Regions from separate parts of the Gasterosteus aculeatus genome. Here region 2 is linked to region 1. The links are chromatin contacts, called in public Hi-C maps. All regions are on one chromosome and are shown on one strand. The core of a region is the stretch at or near the end of the contact, and the rest is flanking DNA. Distances in the headings are between cores, read along the strand shown. Region 1 holds the start of neo1a (neogenin 1a). Region 2 overlaps neo1a (neogenin 1a).

Region 1 (7,314 bases), core at 2,622-5,121:
CCGCAGCGCTGATTGAGGCAATTTCATCTTAGATGGAAGGCAGCAGGAGCCGTGGACGCGTCCCACGACCACTCGGCTCCTCTCGACTCCAAAGCGGCCTTTCCATACGCCGGCGCGAGGAACAGCGATGAACCGCCGCGCAGAACAGCCATCAACAAACACACGGGAGGAAGACGCCGGATCCAATTCGAGGTGGTAAAAGAGGTGGTGGTGGTTCAATCTGGGGCGCCGGCATCGCACCTCCGGGGCAAACAGCTGGCGCGCGAGAGTTTGCTGTTATTACCATCAGGGAGCAAACGCATGTGAGCTGCGATACGTAAATCCTGCAGATACATGATCCAGTAGCGCCTGAGTCACAGGTTTAGCCGTCTGCACCTCGATTAGCTTCTAGCTTCCGTTACGCGCTCTCCTCCTGTGGATGTCTACACCGATTTGTTAGCACAACAAAAGGGGACAATATCGCAGCATCATAGCAGGAACGTTGGTAGGACACATTGATCCTTAAAGGGTTGGAACAGAAGATGGAATAGCAGGGGAGCACCAACGGGAATTAGCGTGTTAGGAAGCCTGAAGGACTCATCTGAGCAACCGGTGGTTCCTGCAGTAACGCGGAAGAACGAACGCAGAATATTGACTTGGTACCACAGTATTTCTCAGACGGCATCTTCAGTCGGCACAGGAGCAAATCGACTACCGTTCTAATAAATCGCCGCCATCTTAACCTCCGCCAATGGAGATGTTATTTCTCCGGTTGTCCCGAAGCGCCTCCAACGGGAGGACACAAACCGAGTCCCGCGGGCGGGCGGGCGGAGGCCATTAGGACTTTACGAGCGATCGGTGCCCATAAATAAATGATCAGCATCAACGGCATTCTCCATATGGCAGAGACAACAGGTGACGCCCCCTCCTCCCCCACTCAACTCATCGGCACACGATGTGGACACGTGGAAAAGATTCTATTTTGAGCTGTAACAAGGAATGCGTGTGGAGGGTTGGAGGAGACACCTCTCAGGGGTTCTTTGCATAGAAAACACACTGTGTGACGGAGGTGATAACGGAAAAGGTTTTTCAGATGCAGGATGAATGAGATCTAAGATTTAATCCTTCCCTTCTCCTCCCCCTTCACACACGCTGGGATTCAGAACCAACAGGGCTTTGCAGACGCAACAACCCAAAAGAGTGGTAATGATGTTCCAGGCAGCAGAGTCCACAGGGAAGAAAACGGCCTTCAATCACCGTTGTTCGTGAAGAAGTCTGTATCTGAGGTGGTGTGTGAGGGAAAAAAAAGAAACCCTGCCGAGAGGGTCAACAAATATTTACACATTTCACTGGTTATCTGCATTGTCCGCTGAGACAAATCAGCGATTCCCTCCCAGCAGGATTACAGAGATAAGACGGAGCCTAAACGGATTTTACACTCCAGCAGCGTCTTATCTGCCAAAGACAAACTTTGACCTTTTTTAAAAAAAAAAAGAAAAACACTTTTACAGGTCATAATAGTAAAAGTCATTTGGGTCTCTGAGGGTTGCAGCCATGCCAACTTTGAGAAAGATAAGTTGTGGCCACAGCCAGGACCGCAAAGAAATGTGCTTTGAATAAACTGATATTTTCAGAGAAGGGGACCCCACAATTAGTAATTGGAGACTCTCTCTGCGTGTGGGTCCCAGTCCGATTCTCTGGAATCAATCAAAGCTCCCAAAGGAACTCCCTGGTCCCCTTAATCTCCTGGTTTTATTACTTTCCAGACAGTCAGGGCTGTTTCACCCTACCCCCATCCTTCCCTTTTGTACCGATATCCAGCAAAGCCAAAGGAGGGGCGTTCTTTTTTTTTTTTTTTTTTTCTGCTTCTCTATCTCCCCTCCACCACTGCAGAGCGCTTTTCATGCAGGAGAGGCTCTTTCATCAGGAGAACAGCCAGCCCGGGCCTGTCACTCCAAGGCCCGACATTCTGTGCGCATTCATTCCGTTTCAAAATAAACTGCTTCATTATTTATTTATTCCCCCCCCCCCCCCCCCCACACAACTGTTTTGCTTATGAGCAGAATGACTGTGGGAGGGGGACATGTTGCACTAGAGTCAGTTACACTTACAAATGTTTTCCAGAGGACATGCTGCTGCGTTTGACAGCTTAGACGGGATAAAGATGTGACTTGATGGTGCTGGTTTGGGATTTGGAGCATTCCCATAGAATGATGCAGACATTTTACATGCACATGGATTTTTTTTTTCTTTCCACCAAATATCAGGGAAACAACCAGCAGCTGGGTTAAAAAACAATGACCAAAACGCGTGCATGTGCAGGACTGATGATTATTGGCCCACATTCAGCACCGAGGGACACAAGTTGAGAGATGCTCACAAGTCATCCACAGCAAACGTGTCTTGTTTCGTCCATTTTTATTTGTGCATCTCCAGAAGCCAAAAAGGCACATTTGCGAAAACACCTTCACGCCGTATGTCTCCGAATCACCCGAAAGACAAACAGAGACGCCTACGAGCGGCTCTGTCTCAATGAGCCTCGGTGAGGACAAAAGGAAGGACGGGGTTTGGGGGGGGGGGGGGGGGGGGCGTGTTGCTTTAAACGGAGCCGATCCAGGAGCGTCCTGGGGAGCGGAGACTCCTGAAGTTGGTGAAATGGTGGAAGAGGAGCCGAACGCAGCGCAGAGAGCCGCGTTCGGCTCAGACTTCCACGGCGACGCGGTGCAGTTGGGCTTTTTTTTTGTTTTTACATTTTTGATTTCCCCCAACTCGGGATACGATGTCAGTGAGAATGCGGCTTTCACAAAACAAAACATAAGCATAACATAACAAAAGCAGCGGATGAGGAGAAGAAGGAGGAGGAGGAGGAGGAGGAGGTGTTTACCTTTGTCGACATGCTTCGCCGCGGTGGTCTCCGTGCGGAGGAAGGTGAGACAGAGGAGAGAGAGGAGCGACAGAGCTCCCCGCTCGGCCATCACTTTTCACCAATTAATCTTTGCAGGCGTCAGGAACCCCGCAGTAGCTTTAACAAAAAAAAAAAAAAAATTAAAAAAAATTCCTTAAAATCCTGCAAGAAAAAAAAAAAAAAGTTCAAAGTCCTAAAATGTGCAGAAACATCCGCAGTCTGGTTCTTTTAAAACTGTCCGGAGGAAACATGAATAGCTGGGAAGCGAGAGAGAGAGAGACTGTTTGCTCAACTTGGTCGAGGCAGAGGTCGGAGAAGGGAAAAACACACACACGCGCGCACGCACGCACGCACTCACACACACACACACGCGCGCAGAAATCAATCCATTGCCACGGGAGGCGCAGCACAAGGACGAAAAAGAGCTGCGGGCGACTGAGCGCCGACGTGCGCGATATAAAAGCGCCCAGTCGGAGCGAGAAACCGGGGAGCGGAAAACAAAATATCTGGGGAGGGGGGTTACAGGAGGAGGAGGGGGGGGATCCGATCCGACCAGAAGCAGGAATCTGCGCCGCGGACAGCTCTCTGCTCACCGGCGCCGGGACGTAAGAGAGCAGCGTGTTGAAGGGCTGGATCTCCGGCGGCTCCCCGGAAAACAGGGCGCGGAGCGGGGCGGAAGCTCGGATCCCGCTCCGGTCCGCCGGCGCCGAGGCTGCGACTAAAACACGGGCCGGGATTCGATCCGAGGGGAAGGCGCCTCGTTTCAGCGCCGCAGGTGCGCGGAAAACTGCGCAAATCCAACTTTAATTTCTTTTTTTCTTTTTTTACTGCGTTGATAGATGGTGAAGTTGATAGTAACTTGGGGTCCAATGTACCTGCTGTATTTGCAGAAGTGCCCAATAAAGGCCCAACTACACTACGTGTAATTTGGGTAAATGTAAATCAATTGGGCAGTTTGGGACCCAGTGAGAACTCTGGGTTTTACTTTCAGATTCATCTCAGATTAACTCACTTTGCTTTTGCTCTATCCTGTATCTCTACAGCTGATCCGTGCAAATAAGAATGTGGATAAAATGAGGTGGATTTACCCTCCACCCAAATTGAGCCACAGTCTACACGGGGACACCGACTGAGAGCCTGATGAAAAGCAATAAAACATGATCTTAATTCATGCCACAAGAGTTCAACGGCAGTGAACCACAGTCTCTTAAAATCCTGTGATTCATAGCACATCCTGACCTTACCCATGGCAGATGACCTCTTAAGTAGTTCATACACTGCCCAAATAATTAGAAAATAAGTTCCCGTCAAGCATGCAGTTCGCTGAAGCCCAAAGGCACGCAGAGGTCAACATCTGTATCTTGAATCCAGAAGATGATGTCACATCGTGGCTGGAAATCAGAAGGTAGGATTAAGTCCCTTAAGTTTGAGATCAAGTTTCTTAAATTAATCCTGTGTGTGTGTGACTATAGGACAGCGGAAGATGGAGGAGCAGAGGTCGTAAACATCCTCGTGTGTTGTGGTACAGGATTAAAAGACCCATCGTCCAAGGTGAAAAAGACATTTGCGTCGCTCCCCTTTCAGAGGAGAGCTCTTCGTTTGTCGGAAGGCTTTCTTTAAACAACCCCTTGCTTGTAGCTAAATGGAGCGTCATTACGACGGCGAAGAAAACAAGGGCCCGTATTCTCCTCCAGCTTGTGACGAGGCTTTGGGGAGAAGGGAAGGGGAAGGCTGGCTTGTTAGGAAACACTGCGTGCCCCAATAAAACACTCAGACCCACGGAACAGCTCCCCCCACTGGTTTAAGTAATCCACGACGTATTAATCATGAACATTTCCCCCCCCGGTTCCTGCAGACTCGGATTCCTTGTTATCGGCCCTGAACACATCTCAAGGAAACTCTAGGACACTTAGCGCAGTTAAGAAGGACTGTGGAGAAGAAGGCATGCGTAGAAATACTGCCGTGCTCCCTAGTGGGCAGTAGGGGGCAGACGGGCGAATTGCACGTGAGAGGAAAGACACATCGATTCAAAGGGTTTAAGCAAATGAGTGTTGATGCGAGTGAGATTCTCTGGGATCCATAAGTTGGACAATGAGCAAGAATGTCCATGTGTGACGTATTATATGATGTGGTGTCATAACCGGTTTAGTTTGTCTTCACTGATGACCAATGACTAACCTATGACGAGCTAAAAAATCAGTTTTATATTTTCTCCTTTTTTTTTAAAAGTCATCATGAAAACCTTTTAAAAAACATTTGCATTGTGTAGCAAAGCTTTTATGGTATCTAATGTAAAGACTATCCTAAACATGTTGCACCTCTCTTTCAGAAAATAGCTTTTCTATGCAACGATTGTGATTAAAAAAGCAAATAAGCTTTTCTACATTCCCTGTTTCAAACGTTGACAATTGTGTTACATTGTGAGATTGCACTGGATAAATCACACAATTCTCTCCACAGTAGAGCTGCGTTAATGCATGACACCATGAGATAATGGTACACATAGAACATACAGTACTATCTGACAGATGATCGTGGTTTTGGCTTGTGGCTCGGTTTACATGACCCTGCATTAGAATGTAATGGCCAACATTTGTTCCCCTACAAGACAAATCCTCAGTCCGCTGAAACAAAGCCAGAACATTGCACGGAACCCCTCTGCTCGTTATAATGAAGCAGTATATTCCACCGCAGACCTGCCTGTTGAAGTCAGATCACATCCACAGGGCCAATTATATCATGTACATGCACACAGCTGGGCTGGAGCTCACTTCTAATTCCTAATTCTTTAACACTGCATGTGTGTGTGTGTGTGTGTGTGTGTGTGTGTGTGTGTGTGTGTTTTTCCCACGGCCTGTTGCTCTGCGTTGTGAGAACATATTTCTTGCAGATTAAAGAACAAGGTCATACCAAATTTCAAATCTCCAACATTAAAGAGATACTCACATCGTGAACCAAGTAATGGCAACCGGGCCGTGGAGTAAATGGCCGTTGGATTAGTGCGCAGGGAGCACGTGGATTAACTGGAAAGCAGCTGTTGAGTCGCAACGTTTCTCTATATTTGTAACCCTTTTTAAAAGAAGCAACCATATGTACAGTAAAAAACAACTCTCGGGCATCATTAAGCTGCACGGACGGAGGTAAAAGACGGCTGCTGCTGTTAGTTTAGGGACCTGGGGGGGGGGGGGGAGGGGCTACAGCCAGAACCGATTCAAGGATTCTATTGCATCACTTTTATATCCAAATAATAATGCAATATTATTTAAGCATAAGCATTTCCTTCTTTGCATTACTGTTGATTTAGCAATTGTGGATTATATTGTATAATACTGTGATTGAGCTGCATGTGATCCACCTGTTGAATGTGATCCACCATGTTCCCCGTGTTATTTAGGTCCAGATTAAGAGGCACAAGCTTCAGATCAAAGCAGAGTAAAGAGTCCTTCAAGTGGCATTCGGTGCATCCTGTGGATTATTTATGCACAGGATCCAACGCTAAATCACAATGCAATTCGATTACCGTGCCATGAATTAACCAGGAACCAAATGTGCATTTGTTGTCTATGCCTTTCAGTGTAAGTGCTTAATTCCCCAAGAAAAAGGAGCACATTTCAAATATGAGGCAGCAGTGATATTTCATCTGACACATTCGACCCGACACCCATGGGTGTGTGTGTGTGTGTTTGTGTGTGGTGAGTATATTTGCCCACGGAGACAAACAGCTGTCGTGTACCTGGCCCCCAAACCCCGGGCCAAAGATGGCAGCAGCACACGGCCTCATGGAGCGGCCTCACCTGCCACTGCGCAGCACACGACTCGCTTCAGCAGGAAGCAGCCGGCGTGCACCCCCCCACCCCCCCACCCCCCCATCTCATACATGTGCTTGCATGGGCACATTTTCAGAAGGCTGGCACAGCTCAGCTCACACAAGTCAGCACTTTCTTACCTCGTCTTCAGTCTTTTGCTGGAGGGCCGGTGATCATCGTTCTCGGTGCAATTGGCTCTCGGTGCGCTGCTGGGACGGGGGCGGCTCACACGCTGAAATCAGCGGCCTGATGGACGTCAGAAGTCACGGCGAGGACGAGGATGGAGAGGGAAGAGCAGCAGATCCAAGAGCACGTGAAGTAGAATACTAGAAATGCAAGATTCAGACCAGAGGCTGGAGGTCGGCTCTCAGGAGACCGATCTAGTGCCGAATTATAGTGCAAGGGTGGAGAAAAGTGAGCGATGGAATCAATTTTGTTTGTGAAACAGGTTTTCTAGTTAAACATCCTCTCATTGACCATAAGCACAAGGTTCGAAGATCGATTCTTCCCAATGTGTGTGGTGCTTAGCTGACATTTACATAGACACAAAGAAAAAAAGAAAAAGGAGAATACTTAACAAACCAAAAGACAATAACAAAGGAAATAGATAAAAGTCAAATAAAG
Region 2 (7,314 bases), core at 2,242-4,741, 80 kb before region 1:
TGCCATGCGGTTCCTCCAATTTTTCGCACCTGGAGGGACGTCCAGTAAACACGAGACGAGACCGGCATCCTGAGTGTGTCATGGTGCGAAATAAGAAAGAGAGTAGACGGACGCAGACAGCGAGGCCTAAAACTGGTGTTGATACCCAGACCGACCCTTCAGGAAACCGCAGCGACCGAAAGCTACTTCTTAACCTTTTAACTGAAAAAAACAAAAAACAAAACAGGAGCAAAAAATAGACACTGGGAACGACAGAACATTTATAAATGAGGGAAGGTTTCCACCACAGCCGAGTAAATACAACCCACGGAAAAGATCAGCCTCACCTAGTACACACACACACACACGCAGAGAGACGGAGCCACAACACAAACACTTACTTAGACATCGGCGCTCCAATAAACTGCTATTTGGTGGAGGCTGATTTCACCTCCTCACAATCAATTTAGGCTACAATCCCTCTGATCAGCCCCGGGGGGGGCGGGCACACATTCACTAATCACTTTCACTAACGCGGTGCGTGCGTGTGTGCGCGCGTGTATGTTTCAGTTAAGACACTGTGTGCACATTTTTTTTTTTTTTTTTATCACCTCAATTTGAATTTCAATATATTCCGCTCCGAGGCAGAGTTTTAGTGGAATATATTCACATTTGCATGTGATTAATATTCTCCGTCAAAAGCCCCCTGATTTCACATTCTCTTTTCATGATCCCAAGCATTTATTAAAAAAAGAAGAAGAAAAAAAAAAAAAAAACCCGACAAGGTTCCAAATGAAACAACAATATTATCATGTTTGTTTAATCAACAAAATCCCACCAAAAAAAGACGCTTCTCAAGGCTGCGGGTGGAGATTAAGGTGCTCATTATTATAACAGCACCCGCCGTGCACGACACAGGCTGCAGCTACAGGCGCCGAGCGCCGAGCTGCTGAACAACAGCTACTTTCGCTGTTAATTGATGTTTGAACGACTTTCTTGGAGGCGACTCCGTCCCCCCGGTTGGCAGTTTTTATCGCTCGCGCTCGGTGCCAACAACAGACTCCTCTCTCTCTCTCTCTCCCCCGCTCTGCGGGGGCAGGGGGGGGGTTGAGCGCTCATTACGGCGCCAGGTCGACTCTGGGAAATTGCAATCGTAAAATCGAACCACACCCCGAATCAGACCAGAGACGGGACATCACACGGGTGGTTGGAGTGGCAGCCCTGCAGGGTGCTGTTTGACCCCCCCCCCCTCGCCGATGCAGACGGTCGGTGCCAACAGTAAACACGCTCGCAGCATCACACACTCACGCTCCCGCTGGCCCGGCCGTGACCCCCCTTTCCGGCACGTTGGTGGAGAGCGCCGTATTCCCCGAAGTGGGCCGGGGCTTTTTCGCTCGGATGGAGTGCGGGTGGAGGGTTCGGGCTCTTTTAAAGGCCTGTTCTCACTTATTGAGTTGGCGAGGGAATAAGGTGGTGACGATGGTGGGGATGAAGAGGAAGGGTCCCGCCCCCCCCCCGTCTGCGGCTCGTCTGGCACACAAATGCGCCTTTGCCTCCATGACGGGAAGCGTTTCTCTGTTGTTTGTTGGTGATCCGGTTACATTTGAAATGATGTGGATTCATAATGAAGTGAAGCAGCTACAGTACAGCGGGACTGGGAGACCCCTCCTACTTTAAAGGCTGCCGTGCCAGTTCTGTTTGGAAAAAATCATCCCTCTAGAGTCGTCCACGGTTTGTGACGGTACACTGACAGAACACAGGGCTCTCGGATTACTTTGTCCTCACGGGCCGCATTGAACTTCCACTTCATTTGTGCGTTATTGACATCTAAATAAAACTTGTGTGTGGGGGGGGGGTTTCCTCACTCCCGGCGCCTAATCCTCATTAGGTGTTAACCGTCTTGGCCCAGATCAAAGGCCGTGACAAAGCCGGTGCTCCTGGTTATTTCCATCCGCAAAGACTGAGAGAGACTCCTGGTGTCCGTGTCATTTCACGGGGACGTCTGGTAGTCGAGTCTGCCCGCGATCAATGGATTCACTAATGAAGTTACGCTGTATAAACAAAGCCTCCCACTATCTGTCCAGCTGCAGCTTTCGGGGACGGCTCACATGCCAGTTCATCGTGCCAGAGCTGGTGATGCCTGCACACGCGAGTACACGGCGTGATGGAGGGGGGAAGGGGGGAGGGGGGGGCGCAACCTGCAAGACAACGCGAGCGCTCGATTACGCACCTCCGTCTCTCAGTGAGAGGGGGGGGGGTTGTGGCACCTCTGAGGGGAGGACGGGACTCTTCTGTCTGCTGCCGCAGGTCTGAGAGACGACTAATGGCAGCGCGGCTCAATAAAGGGGGGGGGGGGAGGGAAGCAGAGAAGGGGAGGGGGAAAGAGAGATGTGGAAGGAGTGACGGGATGCCTCCCTGTTTCATTTTCAAGAGCTCGAATAAATACGTTTGCATCAGAAATGCAGTGTTGTACTTTCTCTTTTTTGGCCATGAGCCCGAATAACAGCCAGCAGCGAAGCAGTGTTTGCACACCGGCCAGCATCGGTTTATTTTTATTTATTTATTTCGATTGGGTTATATTTTACCTGAAGTGGGCAAAACACACAGTGAAATGTCTCCCTTTCGTGCGGCGCAATGCAATTGACGATCGCGTCACGGCGGCTCAGAGCTCGCAAACCCAAGGAAGCTTGTTTGCGGCTCACCGGTGAAGTACTTGGCTTGGGCACTAGGAGGCAAAATATCAAAAGGGATTCACATACGGGGGGAGAGGGGGGGGGGTCGGGATGCAGAGGAGAGACAAACACAGACAAGGAAGTATTTCCATATTTTGAAGCCATATGGAAGGAGCCACAATAAGCAATCAGATGCAAATGGCAGCGCATCTCTTCCATTTATGCAAACAGGAGAAGGTTAAAAAAAAACATGCACTTAAGAGCAAACTGCAAAGGCATTCACTTCTCTTTTGTTTGCAAATGTTAAATGCAGATCCATATGCCGTTTTCATATTACAATATAAATGTAGGTGCTTAAAGCTTTTAGCTGTAAAACGGCGTTTTCGGACAAGTGGGCTTTTTACTAAAGGTTGTTAAAATGAGTGTACACAATGTTGAAAAATATGCAGGGGCTTTTCTATTCTGGTTATTATCGGGAAATGTAAACGCTATATGCAGCGCTCCACTTCTAGACCGACAGTTACCCTCGAAAATATATTCGTCTGTCTGCTCTGCATCTTTAAGAGATGGGCTCACATTGTAGTTGCCACCATATGCAACTCCAGGCACAGTCGTAGACCCGGTGCTGCATGTGGCAGGATGACAATTATATAAAAGGAGGGCTTTGTCTAGGCGTGCACGACTTCAAAGCCCAAAGAAGCGGGGCCCGTTTCCTCTCCGAGCTGTAATTGACGCCTGCTGCAGTATCACGTAAACGCGCCGCGTAATCGTCTGCCTGCAGAAGGCCGCAAAATCGTTGCCGCACTCTGTCCATGCATGACATGTGACTACGATCCCTGAAATAGCACATCCTCCGTAGCGGAACAACCTCCCCCATGATCCCTTTCACAGCGCGTTCTAAGGTGGCAAACATTGACGCTGCGTGCGTGGACTCGTCATGACAGCTGTAAGCCATTCTATTTATAGTTCAGTAAAGAGAACACGGGAAAATGCACAGAGAATTAAATAAAACCTCATTACCGGTATAATATTTACTCTGCTTTATTGATTCCAGTTCCTGCACAGGTTGGCTGGATGTAATCAGACACCTTTAAAAAGGCAGCTACAGGTTGACTTTCCATTCGTAAATTGTGTTTCCGTGATCCAACTGATGTCCAAGAGATGTTGATCTTGCTACTGTGCAGCGACACTAGTAATACAACGCTAGACGTAGTTTTAACAGGACAGCATACTGCTGACCCGGCAGCACAACTACACAAAGCCACAGCACTGTGAAAAGACGCCGTCGGAACGAGGCGCTTTCCCCGTGGACATTGAGAGAGGCCTACGGGGCCGCAGCAGACGGCGTAATGAGGTCCACTTTCAGCATTTGCGCTCCCGTTTACTCACATCTGTCTGCAACTAGCCGACCCTTAATGCACACGCTGGAATGTCCAGGAAAACTGTTCGAGACTGCAATCAGCCAGCCCTGTTTATGACCTCTATCACCCCCCCCCCCCCCCCCACATAAAACACAGTTTAAGGGTTTTAGATGTGCAGACGCAGCTAAAGGCCGTGACTTTTGGTTGAACCGCAGCGTCGAGAGAGATCAAGACGACTAATGAATATTGTTGCACTTCACCCCCCCCCCCCCACATTGATTCCCCTGTTGGGTGAAGACAACTCTATCCCCGTGGCAAGTCCCTGGCTTATCTCCCCGACAGCAAGGCAGCCGACTGACAGACGGGGCGGTTGGGGGGGGGTTGGGGTCTCTCTGGCCCTGTTTCAAGGTGGCGATCCGAGCCTGAAAGGTGTGAGCGGGTTTCCTGACCCAGGCGAGGGGGAAAGGGGAGGGGGTGTTGGATTATCACAGAGAGCAGGCGGCTGGGGGAAGACTGGGGAGACAGAAAGTGAGAGGAGACGGGGAGAAAAGGTGGCAGGTGGCTGTAGGAGCGTACGTAGGTTAGCTTAGCATAAAGATAGCACCTGCGCCTCTGAAGTGGAATACACTTTATATCCTGTAAAAAAACACACTTTTGGCTGTACACTCATATTTACATTGTTCTGTGTGTGAGCAGTACAACCCGGCATGGACTCACATCACAAAGCCCGGCTTATTAAAAAAATAAAATAAAAAGGCTGCAAACACATTCTCATCGATCACACCTGTGTGATGCGAAATGACTTTGACGCGGCGACGCCGCAGCGGACGCGTCTGTACGAGCGCAAGGCGTCAATAATTTATGGGGGGAATAAACAGCATCAACGCGACTTCGACTTCGTCTTCTGGATCCATCCTCTGAGACCCGGAGGACAACTGGATAATAAACTGACGAATAAGCAGGAAATTTGAAACCGCTCGGGTGGTGAGTGCGCCTGCATTAAGTATCACTGCGAGGAGGAGAGAGGTACACACAACTCCACGTGTGATGTTCTTGGATTATACAGAGATTAATTTGGTCAAAGCCCCCGGTCAGGGGAGAGCCGTGCAGGAGGCCAGCTGCCGCAGTAATTCATCCCATTTGGCTTCAACTCGAGCAAAAAAGAGAAAAGAAGAGAGAAGCGGCCGAATCGTGTGTGTGTGTCCCGGTGTCACAGAGACACAAAGAGCTGCAGGCTCATTATTTCGGACTTACTGTCCTCCAATCAGAGTTGGTGACACAGCTGGGAGAGCAAGGGAGGGGGGGGGGGGGGGCTGGACACTGCTACGCTAATCCATTAGCCACCTGTTTGGGGTGGAGGGAAATTCACGCTTGATTACATTTCATCTTCCCCACCAAAAGTGTTGCGTTGAGTCAATAATAAAGCGTCGTAAAGACAGAAATATGGTATTTGTTTTTTTTGTATTGGGATGTTTCCTTCATTCATAGTGACGTTTTATTGTTCCTTCATCCTTCTCCTCGTTTCATTCAGATTACGCGTTTCAGTGAAATTGTTCTCTTGGCGCATCTCCATCTTAAATGTGTTGCTTTGTGGGAAAGCCCGGTGGGTTAGACGATTATCATTATGACTGAGCCAATGATATCAAACCAAAGTTGTTTTACATTTTCTCCAATGATTACATGTAATGAGACAAAATTACCTCCAGAACTAGGATTTTAAAATCATTTCCCACGGATTAAAAGTTGTTCGGTGTCCCTGGCCGCTGCGCTCTGCGTCTGCTTATGTTGTTTTATGCACTCAGCACTCGATCCTCTCCTCTGGCTTTAAAGGGAAATGCACTGGCCAACAGCAGCGACTACTCTGCAGCCACGCAGGAACGAGGTGCCGCTCGGCTCCTTCGCAAATCCAAGGACGCCGCATCGGAGCGCCGCGCGGCGCAGCTTTCCTCTCCGCACGTGTGCATCGGGCAGATGTGGAAACGGACCGCGAGCGAACCAAGCGCCACAGATACATTCCTGCTCCCTTAAGAGTCACCTCTGGTCTAACGAGGTCCCAGTGGCTTCATTTCACCGTTCACCACACACGCCTCCAGATGTGCACAGCCTCTGGCGTCCCCACTCGCTCCCTCCCCAGGACATTTGCACAGTAGTTTCTCACCACTGGAAATATATGCACATACTTCATCTCTATACACATGTATCTTACCCGTTTATAACCTCCTTTATTGCATGTATATATATATTATATAATTTTATATTTTTCTCCTTATATTGCACCAATCACCAAGACAAATGCCATAGTTTGGAAGGCTTCCGAACTACAACGACTGATTCATGAGAGGTGCGGCTGTTATGAGATAAGATAATATCACCGGAGGTAAAACTTCGATTGGAATGGCCTTGGACAGACGAAAAAAAAGAGGACGACGGCAACAACTGAGAGTAGTAGCAACACATTTCCCCGTGGATCAGTCGGCTGGATGTCATGATTGATGACACCTCCTGTTTCAACGCCTCCTGAAGGGCCCCTGAGGCAGCGAGCCGGCTGATGACGCACCTCGTGGGAGAAATTACAGGAAATGATAGCGGCTCTTTTGTCCCCGGAGCAAAGACTCACGATAAGTGGAACTGGTGCCAGGTTGTAATTACAATGATCTTTGTTCGTTTGCTTTATTTACATTAACTGTTCTTCTTCATTTTAGGCTACTGATTGACTATTTGTATGTCCTTTTGGGCATTCTCATCAACAAAGTATCTACAACTGTTTTTACAACCAAAGGGTTGAACGTGGATATCATTAGCACCCACAGCTGTTAAGCCAGCAGCTCATGTCCGTCGTGGTAAAATCCACAGATACGCCGACCGATCGGATTCGGTCACTGAAGCGCCGTTGTGAGAGGCTCACCGTGGTCTAAGATGACGAGCTGCGCGCTGGACTGGATGTTGCCCGCGTCGTTCTCCGCGAGGCACTGATAGAAGCCCTCGTCCGACTTGACCAGACCCAGAACCTGCAGGTTGTGCTCCTTCTACACAACAGGAAGCGGGGGAAAAGAAGAAATACGAGCGGTTATTAGCATTAAGTAGCATTTGCACCCAAGCTCCAATGAAGCTATGAAGGTACGAGAGGCTGTACTTTATTGTCAAATAATGTTATTATGGCTCAATAAAGTATTCTAATGAGTGTACTTTGCGCGACCGTTAGTTGTCATATCAGTTTTTAGCTCAAAAAAATGACAGAAAATGCCGCAAATGATCGTTTTCAGGGCAAAGCGAGCTTTCAGGACCGGACAACTCAGGTGGAC

The links. A called contact is a pair of places that touch in the nucleus more often than the background predicts.
Region 2: a contact with region 1 is called in a Hi-C map of skeletal muscle, with 2.9 times the contacts expected there. The contact joins the enhancer-like site here to the promoter of neo1a in region 1. A contact is called at or near these places in 3 of 6 Hi-C or Micro-C datasets (skeletal muscle and whole body).

The regions. Positions count from the first base shown.
Region 1 is chr12:21,079,271-21,086,584 of fGasAcu3.hap1.1, reverse strand. neo1a (neogenin 1a) reads right to left here and starts at 3,871. Exons shown (of 29, transcript XM_078085704.1): 1 at 3,478-3,871; 2 at 2,864-3,001. The coding sequence starts at 2,954.
Region 2 is chr12:21,158,743-21,166,056 of fGasAcu3.hap1.1, reverse strand. It overlaps neo1a (neogenin 1a), which reads right to left. Exons shown (of 29, transcript XM_078085704.1): 8 at 6,918-7,038. Among protein-coding and RNA genes, the nearest start is that of snx1b, 31 kb to the left of the region's middle. Within about 2 kb of position 3,491, at least 3 of the 9 cell types and tissues checked have open chromatin away from gene starts, as enhancers often do.